Regions from separate parts of the Mus musculus genome. Here region 1 is linked to region 2. Evidence: chromatin contacts called from public promoter capture Hi-C data. All regions are on one chromosome and are shown on one strand. Each heading gives the region's core, a stretch centred on a gene start, on an enhancer-like site or on the middle of the called end of the contact. The rest is flanking DNA. Distances are from core to core; before and after follow the strand shown. Region 1 holds the start of Rab11fip2 (RAB11 family interacting protein 2 (class I)). Region 2 holds the start of Ccdc186 (coiled-coil domain containing 186).

The links. Promoter capture Hi-C pulls out the DNA fragments that hold promoters and counts their contacts.
Region 1: a promoter capture Hi-C map of pre-B cells shows a contact between it and region 2, with 2.2 times the contacts expected there. The contact joins the promoter of Rab11fip2 here to the promoter of Ccdc186 in region 2. A contact is called at or near these places in 2 of 39 promoter capture datasets (liver and pre-B cells).

What each region holds. Positions count from the first base shown.
Region 1 is chr19:59,939,051-59,945,435 of GRCm38.p6, reverse strand. It overlaps Rab11fip2 (RAB11 family interacting protein 2 (class I)), which reads left to right and starts at 2,072. Exons shown (of 6, transcript NM_001033172.3): 1 at 2,072-2,788. The coding sequence starts at 2,436.
Region 2 is chr19:56,819,754-56,825,980 of GRCm38.p6, reverse strand. It overlaps Ccdc186 (coiled-coil domain containing 186), which reads left to right and starts at 3,782. Exons shown (of 16, transcript NM_170757.2): 1 at 3,782-3,993.

The sequences.
Region 1 (6,385 bases), core at 823-3,322, 3.1 Mb before region 2:
TTTGGCTCTAGCTAAGTTTTGAAAAAACTCAAATGTAGGTGTGATAAAAGAGAGGACAATATCAATTGTCAGTGCTTGAATTTAGAGCATTTTCTGCATTGTGTTGGAGCCTGTTATTGCGTTGCTGTGGACTGCTGTAGCCAACTTCCACCCTAGAAATGGCTGCATTTCAACAATGAGGGGAATGATACTTGTAAACAAGTTTATAACCATTAATAAAGCTTAGCAAACACTGTAAGTGCTTTAAAAACACAATCCATTATTATAATTGCCTATTGTTTAATTACAACCTCTAATAGAAATGTGAAACCTTTGAAATGCAGTTTATAAAACTAGGCTTAAATTGGATGTCAAAACACTTATTTTGTTTCTCTACAAGTTTCAGGTGTCATATTATTTCTCTCTAGAGATGCTGGTGAAATTCCACCACTGACTGCTCCAATGTACTCTTTACAAATCCCTGAAAATATTTTTTCTTTAGAGTTGACAACTGCCCGCTCTGGGATCCAGATGCTATGTGCACAGTGAGATGATTTTGTTCTGCTTTGCACACATGGCCTTTTCAAACACTGTCTCCCCGGGATGGAAACTCAGCTCTCCCCGGGATGGAAACTCAGCTTGTATAACAGAAGTTCTAAAACTTGCCCGATAATAATAAACCCAATACCTTACAGTTTATGACCATTTTAAGTTGGATAAAGCACATTCCTATCTATCATATTTATTCTCAAAATTAGTCCCATAAAGGGAGAAAAGCATTTAGTCAGTCAACAGATTGGTTAGCATGTCTGTTTAATGCTTAGTTCTCTAAAGTCCTTCAGGGATGTCTAATCTTTTGACATTGCTTGGAGAGCTGTTGTCTGTCTGCAAAGTTCTCCCTGAAGAAAAGCACAATGCAGTTAAATACTCTCATAGCATTTAAGGTTGGGTTTGGCCTCATTCATAGCTATTGTTGGCCGCAGGTTGGATGTGCTGCCAGGAAGTGCAGTCCAAAGAGCTTCAGAATTTTCCTAGGCAGACATGGACAGAAATAAAGTCAACAGAGGTAGTATGCATCTCCTGAGACTGAAAAGCAGAGACAGTACTCCTGTCCTCTCTGGCCATGAAGTTGGGGTTTGGATTCCTGGAGGACTTGACAGTGAGCGCTCAGGGAATGCTTTTGACTTGGACGCCATACACACAACTTAGAAAGGGGGAAAAAAGACTAAATAGTTCCGTAGAATTATGGTGGCAGGCATGGGGGCCTGGTCTTCTGACGCCATCCCAAAGCGTCTATGATCTTTATTAAGCAAGGGAATCTTTATTAAGCAAGAGAATCTTTATTAAGCTTTGGAATCTATCTGCATCCTTTGCTTTTGGTCTGTGCTCAGGAGGAGGTCCCTTTAGTCAGTTGAAGGTTTCCTCTTCAAGACGATGGAGAACGGTTGGACGAAGTCTGAACTGTCACTCAAGAAGAACTACCACCATTAAAGGACACCAGCGCCCAGCTAGGACTGAACACACAGCTGGAACAGATTTCTGCCTTCCAAGATGGAAACCGGTTCTCTCCCAATAGCGGGCGGTGTATAGGGCCCAGTGCCGCCTCCCAGAACCCCTTGTCGGCCTCTGCGGGCTCACAGTTCCCCAGCCCGCTGCAACCGACAGGTTGGAACCTCAGCACCCACCGTCCAGCGCGCGCATCCCAGCCTCCGCGTCCCGCACCGCGCGCCCCGTCGTCAAGGCAACCAGGGAGGCGCTGACCCCCAACCCCGCCCGGCCCCGCCCCTCGCGCAGCCCCACTCAACATGGAGACGGCCAACCCGGAAGTGGCGCGGCCGCCGCGCGCCGGGCGCTAGGAGCCGCGGGTTGCTGGCCAGGCCTCACCCGGTGACACCGCCCGGCCTCGGTTTGCCACCCGCGCTCCGCGTCCCTCCGACACCGGTCCAGGTCGGCCGCTTCCGCCCCGCTCGCCCAGGCCTGCGCCACTCTTGGGGGGGAGGAGCCGAGGCGAGGCCGCGCGGGCGGGCGGAGGGAGCCAGGCCCCACGGCCGTCGACGGTTCGTATCAGCCGGGTCGGAGGAGGAGCCGGGCCGCGCGGGGCGGAGGCCGGGCCCTAGGGGCGCAGGTTTCAGGATAGCGGCGAAGCGGGGCGCGGGGCTGCGCGCGGAGGCCCGGAAGGCGCGGAGGTGATGTGGGCCCCTGTGCTTCTACGGAAGAAAGGGACCCCAGCAGCGGCGGCGGCCTCCCTACCGGTCCTCCTGACAGCAGCCCTTAGGGACCTCGCGGCAGCCCTGACTGCCCAGCTCACTGAAGTGCTCTTAAGGATGCAGTGATCAGGGTACGGGGCTCTCCCCGCGGGAGGGGCTCTGCCTGCGCTTCTGAACTCTGCGCAGAGAAAACAAAACAACAACAACAAAAAACAAAACCGAAAAACAAAACAAAACAAAAAACCCAGAATGATGCTGTCTGAGCAAGCCCAAAAGTGGTTTCCAACCCACGTGCAGGTCACAGTGCTCCAAGCTAAAGATCTGAAGCCAAAAGGCAAAAGTGGTACCAATGACACATACACCATAATTCAGTTGGGCAAAGAGAAGTATTCTACATCTGTAGCAGAGAAAACCCTGGAGCCGGTCTGGAAGGAGGAGGCCTCCTTTGAGCTGCCTGGGTTGCTCATGCAGGGTAGTCCGGAGAAATACATTCTTTTTCTTATAGTGATGCACAGGTCCCTGGTGGGACTGGATAAGTTTTTAGGGCAGGTGGCAATCAATCTCAATGACATCTTTGAGGACAAACAAAGAAGGAAAACAGAGTAAGTTATATAATTTATTTTGAATTTTGGGTACTTAAAGATATATGGATTTACTGTTCTTGAACATAGTATATTTGAGGCATTGGTCTTTGGGATTGAAATAGGATCCAGTATTAAGCACTTCTCTTTGCATGACTTTGAAGGGAAATAGCCTTTACTCTGATTTTTTTTTTAATGGAGTGATTAGTAAACCATTTTTTTTTCTCATTTCTGTGTGAGGTTAAGAGCTCTTAGTGGAATATTTTGCACTGGGTTTTAATACTTTTTATAAGAGGCCTAGAGCATGAACTAGAAAACCAGAAAATTAAATATATGCGTACCATTAGGTCTATGTTTGTTGAGCACTGTTAAAAAAATAAATTACTAGTAAAGGGTGTCAAAAGATAAGTTACTAGGTTTAGAACTCTTTATTTCAGCATTGGAAACAGTTGGCCTTATTTTTGCTCCACCAGTTTTCAGGGTCAGTACTTCTTGATAGGGTAGAAAGTTGTTAAAAGAACAAAAGTTTTGGAAGTCTGCACAGACATCTTCAGTCTTGAGCCCACTGACATTTTCCCTTTGAATTTACAGTATAGTGGAGCTATTGTTTACTGAAGAATTAGTTCAGCAAAGCTGTTGTGTAAGATCAGAGACAGTGATTACAGTCTTGTGATGCAGTGATTTAATGACTTCTTCGATGAAAACATGGCTTTTGAAATTGAACTTTCTAGCCTAAGTTAGATATACTTAATTTAAGAAATCAAAATTCAAATCAACACTAGGATGTTATGTGCTAAGTTGAAACAAGTAGCATCTTTGGAAAGGTAGGTCTGCTGTCCTGCTTTTAGCTTACATGCTTGTACACGCTTACCTTACACGCAGAGCTTGTAATGGGCCTGAAGGCTCATTGAGATGGCTGGAGTTTGTGAAAAGAGGGCTGAGGGAACTCATCAGAGGACTGCACTTTTCCCAAGTAGCTTAAAAAAAAAAAAGAACAAAACCCAGTCCTGATGCATGTTCATCTACCTACCCTTTAGAGCACTATTTTTGCAATGATAACTTTAAGCTCACATTAATTTCTTACAAGTATAGTGATCTTTTATCTGTCTTTATTTCCTTTGTAAAACCTGCCAGCAAACTTCATTTAATAAGAATTGTTTTTGTTTTGAATAAAGTCTTTACCTAAGATTTAGTGTATGTAAGAAAAAATACTAGAAATGCAAGAAGAAAAAAAATAGGTAAATATTCAATGAGGATGGGGGGAGGAGAAGAAGTTTAAGTTGTATATTTAATGATTTTTAAATTTCCTGATACTTAATAGCATGTTATTTCTTCTGAGGGATTCTTCATCAGATTTAAAATGAAAAAATGAATAATAACCAAATAATTTGTCCCAAATTGTCACTATGAAATGATCTAGTGTATACCCTTTAAAGTGTTTTGACTGTGAGGTTTTGAGCATCTACAGTTTCAAAATTTTTTGCCGTGCTTTAAAAAGTGCTTTTAATATTAATGGTAATATACTGCAGACCACTCGAACGTAAATTCCCAAATTTAAGTAGGCCCAAGTGTAGATCCAAAGATGCTGAGAACGAAGTAGCCCTTTAAAAATTTCTTGTTTTATTTCCGCCTTTGGCAGCTTTGCAGTTACAATAAACTAGACCATGAACAATACTCTAACAGTGTAGTCTGTCTATAAAATCAAGGACAGCTTTTGGAAGGGAGATGCTTTGAAATGCTATCAACAGGGTTTGCGATGTTACTGCACACAAAGAGATTTTCATGTTATTAAACCCTTATTGTTTTGTGCGGGTGACTAAATGGGAACTGTGTATTTGATGAGGTATCTTTATTGGTAATATTTCTAGATTTTTAATATATTTAATAGCTTCCTTTTTCCAACCCAGCTGCACATGTGGCACAGTAAGAGACAGACTTGAGCCACCAGTGTATTAAAAGAAAGGTATTTAATATGCTGCGCATTGCTAGCCCTTGTCAGCATATTCCCAAGTGTTTTTTGGAAAAGTGGAATGAGTGATGAAGGCTACCAGCTGATTGAGATGTCCTACGAAACTGCTGGGTGTGAAGCTTTGTATTTTTGACAGTGAAAACGACAAGTGTTTACATCAAGTTGTGTCATAAGAGGCAAAAAGTATCATGCTTAAAACTATTATTTTAACCTATTTTCTACTTTGAATATATGTGTGTGTGTGTGTGTGTGTGTGTGTAATATATATAATTTTATTATTTCTTTTTAAAGGAGGGGTTTGGGGAGGCCCCAAGCCAAATCCTTTGAGCACAAAGAGAACTTTTGCATTAGCCTTCTTTAATAGATGTCTGGGTTGGTTCTGGCATGAGATTTAAGCAAATAACACAGTGTTTAATAATAGAATGGGAAAATCATTGATGCTGTTATGTAATATCCATTGATTTTGTTTTAACAATCCAAATAGGTGATGTTCTTTTTCTTTCAATGCTCTCAAAAATTAATAATAGAGAATCTAGACTTAGATGAGACTCACACATATATAGATGTGTTTGTGTGTCTGTGTGCGCGCGCGTGCGCACACACGTGTGTATTGCACCTGCCTCCTGGCCTCTGGCCTCCTTATTGCCAGGCTTGTCCCATTTCTGACCACACAGCACCAATTGCTTGGGAATCATTCCCACATGTGTGGTAGTTTGGACATGGACCTGTGCCCACTGAAAATTGAACAGAAGCCATATACCATTTCAGCCTAGCACTCCAGAGGTGGAAAGGAATCGGCATTAATCCAACAACTCCCAAGTGCTGTGTCTTCATTTGTCCCTTTGAAGCCTGGGAAAACAAACACTATTTCAGGATTCTTGATGTTCTCATTAAGATCGGTTTCAAAACAGAACAGCTAAAGTTACTTGTCAGGCTACTCTATAAATCAGTGTGTTTATCAGAGTTCTTTGCAGGATTTTGTTTTGGTTGTTGTTTTTATGGGGGAGGGGAGGAAAATTAATATTTTTTACACTTTGATTCAAATGTATTGTTGCTTTATTCTTTAAAGCTTGCATAGGTGTTCAGGGTTTCCTACTAAAACTAAAATGTTACAGAGCACTCATGTTTGGAGCTGAATCTTGCTGATTTTATGAAGATGGTTTAGAAATAAAGAAGTGAGTTTTTAGTGTAAAACACTCTGTCCTAAAGGAGTTTGTGCTCTCTCTTCACCTCCACCTCTCCCTCTCCCACTCCCTCTCCCTCTCCCTCTCTCTCTCCCTTTCCCCCAACCCCCTCTCTGAGAGAAGGAGAGGAGAGTGTGGACTCCCCTTTCTACCTCCGTGCTTTCTGGTTAAATACAGAGTTCTGTAATGTGTGGCAGCCATGTGGCCAACCTTATTAACACATGTGCTTCATGAGTAAGGAAGAGTTTCTATTTCCCTGCAGATGTTTCTCATCAGCTTTAGATGTTTTCCTCATTGGCTCCCATCTGACTTGGGGAAATGGCTTGCCTTCTCCTTGCCTCAGTTTCTTCATCACCAAAGTAAGAGTGTTGACGACATAATTCATGGGTTCTTATTTCAAATACTAAATTTTGGCCATCTTCACCCAGATCCATTTTGGGATATATTTTCTTCCAATTGGCTTTT
Region 2 (6,227 bases), core at 2,533-5,032:
TCCTGGGCCTGCCTCCTCTGGAAACTAAACACGCCAGACCCAGGCCCCCAAACAGTCACTTCTTGAATGTTAAGAAGCAATGCTCAGATTTATGTCTTTGTTCTTTTTACATTTTCACTTATTTTGTGCCATGGCACATATGTGGAAGTCAGGGCACAACTTTTGGGAAGTCGGTTCCTTTGTTTTGAGACTGTATCTCATTATGTAATCTCTAGCTGGCCTGTTACTTGGATGTAGACCCTGAGCACAGAGACCCACGTGCCTCTGTCACTTGCAATGTTGACCGGGTTGGCCGTGAACTCAGAGATAACCAACCACCTGTGGTTCTCTGGAATGCTGGGGTTTTAAAGGCATGGACTACTGTTATGTCTCAAACCCAGGACGAATGGTTGAGTGCCTATTTAATATATCAAATTGGACCTGGCTGATAGGTTCTCCCAGCATCCCTCAGTCCCTACCTGTTACAGGGTATGACTGGCATACCCCACCCCCAACCCCTAAACTTCTCCAGCCCAGGGTCTGGGCTGCTCTTCCCCCAGCTGCCTTTCCCTATATAATCTGGCCATGTTGGTTCTCCAGGCTTTTGTCTACCCTTTTCTCTCCTGGCTCTCCCTCTCCCCGGCTCCTCACAGAACCCAGGTCAGGGTCAGGTTCCCTCTGGACTCTCTTAGATGTCTCTGTCTCTGCTCTCCCTCATGTCTATAATAAACCTCCTACTACACCATACCTAGGAGCAGTCATGTCCTTCCTTTTTTAATTTCTTTTTCTCTCTTTTCCTTCAGCTATCATGCCGGTCATTATCTTTTCTTCATTTTTATTAATTTCTAGAATATAGAAAAAGAAGAGTTCTCATTGGTGAGGTTACAATCAGTTTCTCCTAAAACAAACATGTTTGAAACTGCTGTTATTAACGAAGCCCATGATTTGTTCGGATTCCTGCCCTGCTTCTATACATCTTTTTAGCCAGAATCTAACATCACATTTAGCTATCTTCCCATAGCCAAGGCAGTTTCTCCTGATTGACAGCTTCCAGGAGCACCGAGGAGGCTTTTGGAAGCATCCTCCTGGTCCTGGGGTTTGTCTGATGCACTTGATAGGAATGGAGTATGAGTTGTTTGGAAGACTACAGAGGCAAAGTCACACTTTTATTGTAGGATACTGTCTGATACATTTTATGAACATGATTCACAATAATGAATAACAGGCGTCATCATATGACTGACATTTATTACATTTCTGCCCCGTAAAGTTTCCCCCTTTCCACACAATGTGATAGAGGAGAAAGTCGTTATGCCCCACCTCTGAACAGAATATGTCCTACGCTATTTTACACACTTCTTGCTCCAAACTCGTAGCCACGCCTTGTAACTTTTCAGTCCAGGCTCTTTGGTGGAAAATAGAGATGTGGAGAGTAAGGGTGTGCGTTAGGCTGTTGGGATTCTTTTCAGTAGTCACCCATCACCCCCAGGACTGAATTCCAGGCCTTCCCCCATGCTAAGGCAAATATTGTAGCACCGACTTCTCCATGAAAAAAATAAATCTCCAATTTCATCGTGATATTTCTAAATCCAAATGTAGGATTGCTGTAACTTTAGCTTGTTCAAAACCGATTTTTAATGATGGCTCTTAAACACTTTAGCCTCCCTTGGAGCCCACCACCCACCAGAGTTAGTGGAAAAGAAAGGATATGGGGGTTGTGGGGGGAGAGTGGACCTGTTTAGAAAGGTTCTTTGGAGCAACTCCCATCTGTGTTGTCAGGAAATCATCAGTTCACTTCACAGTTCAAAGACAGCAGCAGCTCGATCCACGTGCAAACACTTCACAGACACACCAGCAGTTCAGTTCAGTGGAGTCAGGATAGCAAGCAGGAAATCAGCAGCGGTGGCACGACCTAGCAGAGACAGCCAGGCCCCAGCCTTTGCTTTAGCATCCTCTCCTGTGTCTGCTTCAGGGAAACATTCCTTCACTTAGCCTTTCATGCCTGTGTCCACTTTAACGGAACACTCCTTCATGTGTTTGCCCCAGCAGAACACCATCCAGCACGTTCCAAAGAACCCTTAGCGTTTCCACTTCAGATTGCAGCGTTTCCATCTCATCTCTTTGGTTTTACACCTGTATTTCTTCTCTCTTATGATTTAAAAAATTAGTTTCCCAGACATGCTTAATACATTTTCTTACCAGTTATAAGTTCTGAAGTACATTTCAGAAATAATGCTAATGTTACTTCTAACAATATGAACAGATAAACAACTCAGTGTGTCTTCCCTCCTTTTGGGATAACATACCTTACTAGGAATGTTTAAAGTCCAGCCATTCTTTTCAAAGTAAGAAAACCTATGTATGTCTGTATGAATGCATGCATGTATGTATATACGTATGCATTTAGGAAAAGGGTCTCCTGCAGGCTAAACCCTAAGTGGTTCCTACTTGCACCTCCCAAATGCCTGGATAACCATTGTAAGCCACTACTCCCGGCTCAACCCATAGTTAGGGTCTCATTTCTGTGAATTGACACTCTTCACACCAAGGCAACTCTTATAAAAGACAACATTTAATCAAGGCTGGTTTTACAGGTTCAGAGGTTTAGTCCATTATTATCACGCTGGGACGCACAGCAGTGTGCAGGGGGTTGAGGGTTAGGGTTAGAGACAAAGAGCAGAGAGCTCTACCTCTTGATTGGAAGGCAGCAAGGAGGAGACCGAATATGTCTCACACTGGGTGTAGCTCAAGCATTTATATGAGAGCTCAAAGCCTTCCTCCACAATGACATACCCTGTCCAACAAGGCTACACCTCCTAATAGTGCCACTTCCTATGGGCCAAGCATTCAAATACATGAGTCTATTCAAGTCACCACCGCACCTTAATTGTAAAACGTACTGTAATACATTACCATAATTTGAGGAGGGAGTTGTCATTTTCTGATTAAAAAAAGACAGAGGGTTAGTAATATACCACATTGAAGATTTTCCTCCTCAGCAATTATGAAAGTAATTTAACAGTAATATGCTTGGATTTACAAACTTGCCACTGAAGACGAGTCTTAACTATTTTCACTTACAACTGTCTACACGGCCCAGAACTTTAACACATCTTTTCTCCGGACAGAGGTGGTTTGCAAAACCTCCAGACTAAAACTGCTCACCTTCCCTACCTCCTCCAACTGGGCTTAGTCACTATAATATACAACCTGCGTGCAACCATGCAACCGGATGGGTTACGCAGCCCAGGCAGGCTTAGGTCCTCTGCGTGGAGCACACTAACAAGCTTACTAGTAAACAATGGCACTCGGTGCCACTTGGAGATCCCAGGTCAATTATTATTATGGAAACCCTGCAGAGCTCTCTCCCAGAGATGAAGCTCGCATGCCCAAGTCAGCTGCTCCTGCGGACTTGGCTCACCCACAGGCAGCGCAAAGTTTGCACCATCAGAACCGGGAAGCCACAATCTCTAGTTCTCTTTTATTACTTTATGCCACTGACTCATTAGATGACCGGCCAAAGGGTGAAGAAAAAAAGATGGCAACTTCCTTCCGATAGAAAGCACCGGCTTGGGACGGGAAAGGGAAAGAGTGGCCCAACCGGACAACAACAGCCTGCTACAGCCTCCTTGGGCTTAAGTGGAGGTGGCACGGAGATGCTGGGCGGGGCCTCTAGAAACCGCGAGGACTGGAGGCGGCGCCTCGAAAACCACGCCCGCCTCCAGGTGCTTAACGTCACGCGGTCCGCGCCGCGCTGATTGGCTCGTTCAGGGAGCCCCGCCCCCTCAGCTGTAGCCGCGCCGGCTTAGGCGTCGCCGCCATCTTTGTTGATGTGTCAGCTCCGCAGGGGTTTTGGGGGAAAACCTCCGCTGAGAGCCCGGGATCTGCAGTGGTCTCCGCGCGTGACTTCCTCACCCACTCCGCGTCGGCTACACGCCGCCATGGGTTCGTCGGCCCTGGAGCCGGAGCTCCATCGGCCTCGCTAGGGTGCGGCCCGGGGCTGGACGACGGACGGTGAGTGGCCGAGGGGCGTCCGGGACGGGCGCGCTCGGGGAGCGCTGGTCTGCGCGCGTGGACGTGACGGGGTGGTAGCCCCGGGCTGTACGCAACTCCGCGCGTGGACGTGACGGGGCTGGCGGGGCCCTCGGGGGGCTGTGCCCGGAGGCGCGGCCGCTCCCCCGCCGCACCAGCGCGGTATCTCCGGGGACGCGGTCCGCAGCGTTCGGCTTTTCCAAAGATCCCGATGTATTTTCATATATTTTCACCTTGGTAGGGAAACCATTTCAGATTTCTCTCTCCCCTTCTACCTATCCTCAAAGTAGCAATCCCAGGGAAACAGCGCGCGGGGAGAATGATGGCTCAGCTGCCAACAATTCGTAACTTGTTACAATATTCACATCTTGATTGTTATTTAGAGAGGAGACTCGGGTTTGTACGCAGAACACCTGGGTTAGAGTCAGAAAAGACTACAGTAAAAAAATATGACAGCGAACCAGAAAAGATGTCTCAGACCCAGTGTCACGCACGGTCCTTTGATGTCCCAGCCTTTTCCTTTCTTCTGAAGTGGTACACAGGGTGCTTGTCTGAGGAAAAGATGAAACAAATCAGTTATGACAGTGTTTCAAAGTGCACGTGTAGCCAGCCATCCCAAGGAAAATCGGTCTGTTAAGTGTTAGGTTTATTAGCGTGGATGTGGCCTTTGTGCACTTAATTGTGAAGGAGATTAAGGACCCAGAGACAAGTGATACTGAAACGGATGCGTCTTGTGTATCAAGTCCACCGTGTGCAGCTACTTTTTAGCTCTTCGTTAATTAATGGTTACACAAATGAAACAACAGTAATGATTGGCCTACTTCTTTTATGGTTCCTTTTTGGTCTTCCCATGTTCCCATGTGCAGATTTTGGGCAGGCCATAATCTTGTACTGTTGCACCAAGGCCTTCCTTCTCCTTTGTACAGGGTAATAGGTAAGTATGACTTTGGAAGGCTACCAGAAGACACAGGGACTGTGTTTAGTTTTTTTGAAGGCCTTTTCTAATTTAAAACAATAGAAACTTAAGGTGTTTGATTGAGAACAGGTTCCATGGAGTAAGGGTGACATTTCCCAGTCTGATTTTTTTTTTTTTTTCCAGACTGAAATCCTGAGTGGTAGAAGAAGGGGCACTCATAAACCTTTAGTTCCTTCACACAGGAACCAAAGACTTATTCTTTGATGCTGTGCAGTGCGGCAGCATGGCTGCTGCTGATTCCTTAGTGTGTTCAGTCCTGAAAGTGACTGTGATGAACAGAACACTCAGCCCAGCTCTCTGAGGAAGCTGTGATGGTTGGGAGCCCAGGCAGCCTCACTGAGAAAACTGTCTTTCCGTTTGACAGCATCTACCCTGGTTTACAAAAGTCATTCAACTCACTGTAAAGAAAGAATATTCAACTTCAAATTCTGCTTTGTTTGTTTGTTTGTTTTTAATAATAAAACTAAAATTTTTCTTTTATTTTTTTTGTCTTTAAATGACTAAGGTCAGGTTTTGATTTTTCTCATAAACATCACTTCATTTACAATAGTTTTATTTAGTATTTATTTTAAAAGCAGCAACAGGATAGATAATTTAGACCTACAAATGCTCCTGTAATCTTACACCATTTCAAACTTATTTGAACTTGCTTAATGGAGAGTTTGCATCCAAGAAGTAAACTATTAGGTAAAGGGGCAGTAGACACCAAGAGCAGAAGCAAACTCTAGGATACTGCCAACTGTCTTGAGCGTAGTGGAAGCAAACTCTAGGATAATGGTAACTGTCATGAGTGTATTTCTTAAAGCTTGAGCTGGTCATTCATTGTAGGCTTATGTAGTAAGTACTAAATAGGTGTTGTTTTTAATAAAACTTAAATCTTACCAAATTAACCAAATTCAGGCATAAGTACAACTCTTTTAGTAAATGTAGAAATTCTATTTAATTGAATTCATTTTTCTGATATTTGGTTTTCATATTTTTTTTAAAGATTTATTTTATATATATATCAGTAGACTGTCACTGTCTTCAGACACACCAGAAGAGGGCATCAGATCCCATTATAGATGGTTGTGAGCCACCATGTGGTTGCTGGGAACTGAACTCAGGATCTCTGCAAGAGCAGTCAGTGCTCTTAACCGCTGAGCCATCTCTCCAGCCCCATTTTCAGATTTTTTTGAAAGAACGGTTAAATAAAAGTACTTACGTTTTTCTCAGACTTTATTGCAGTTGATACATTCTG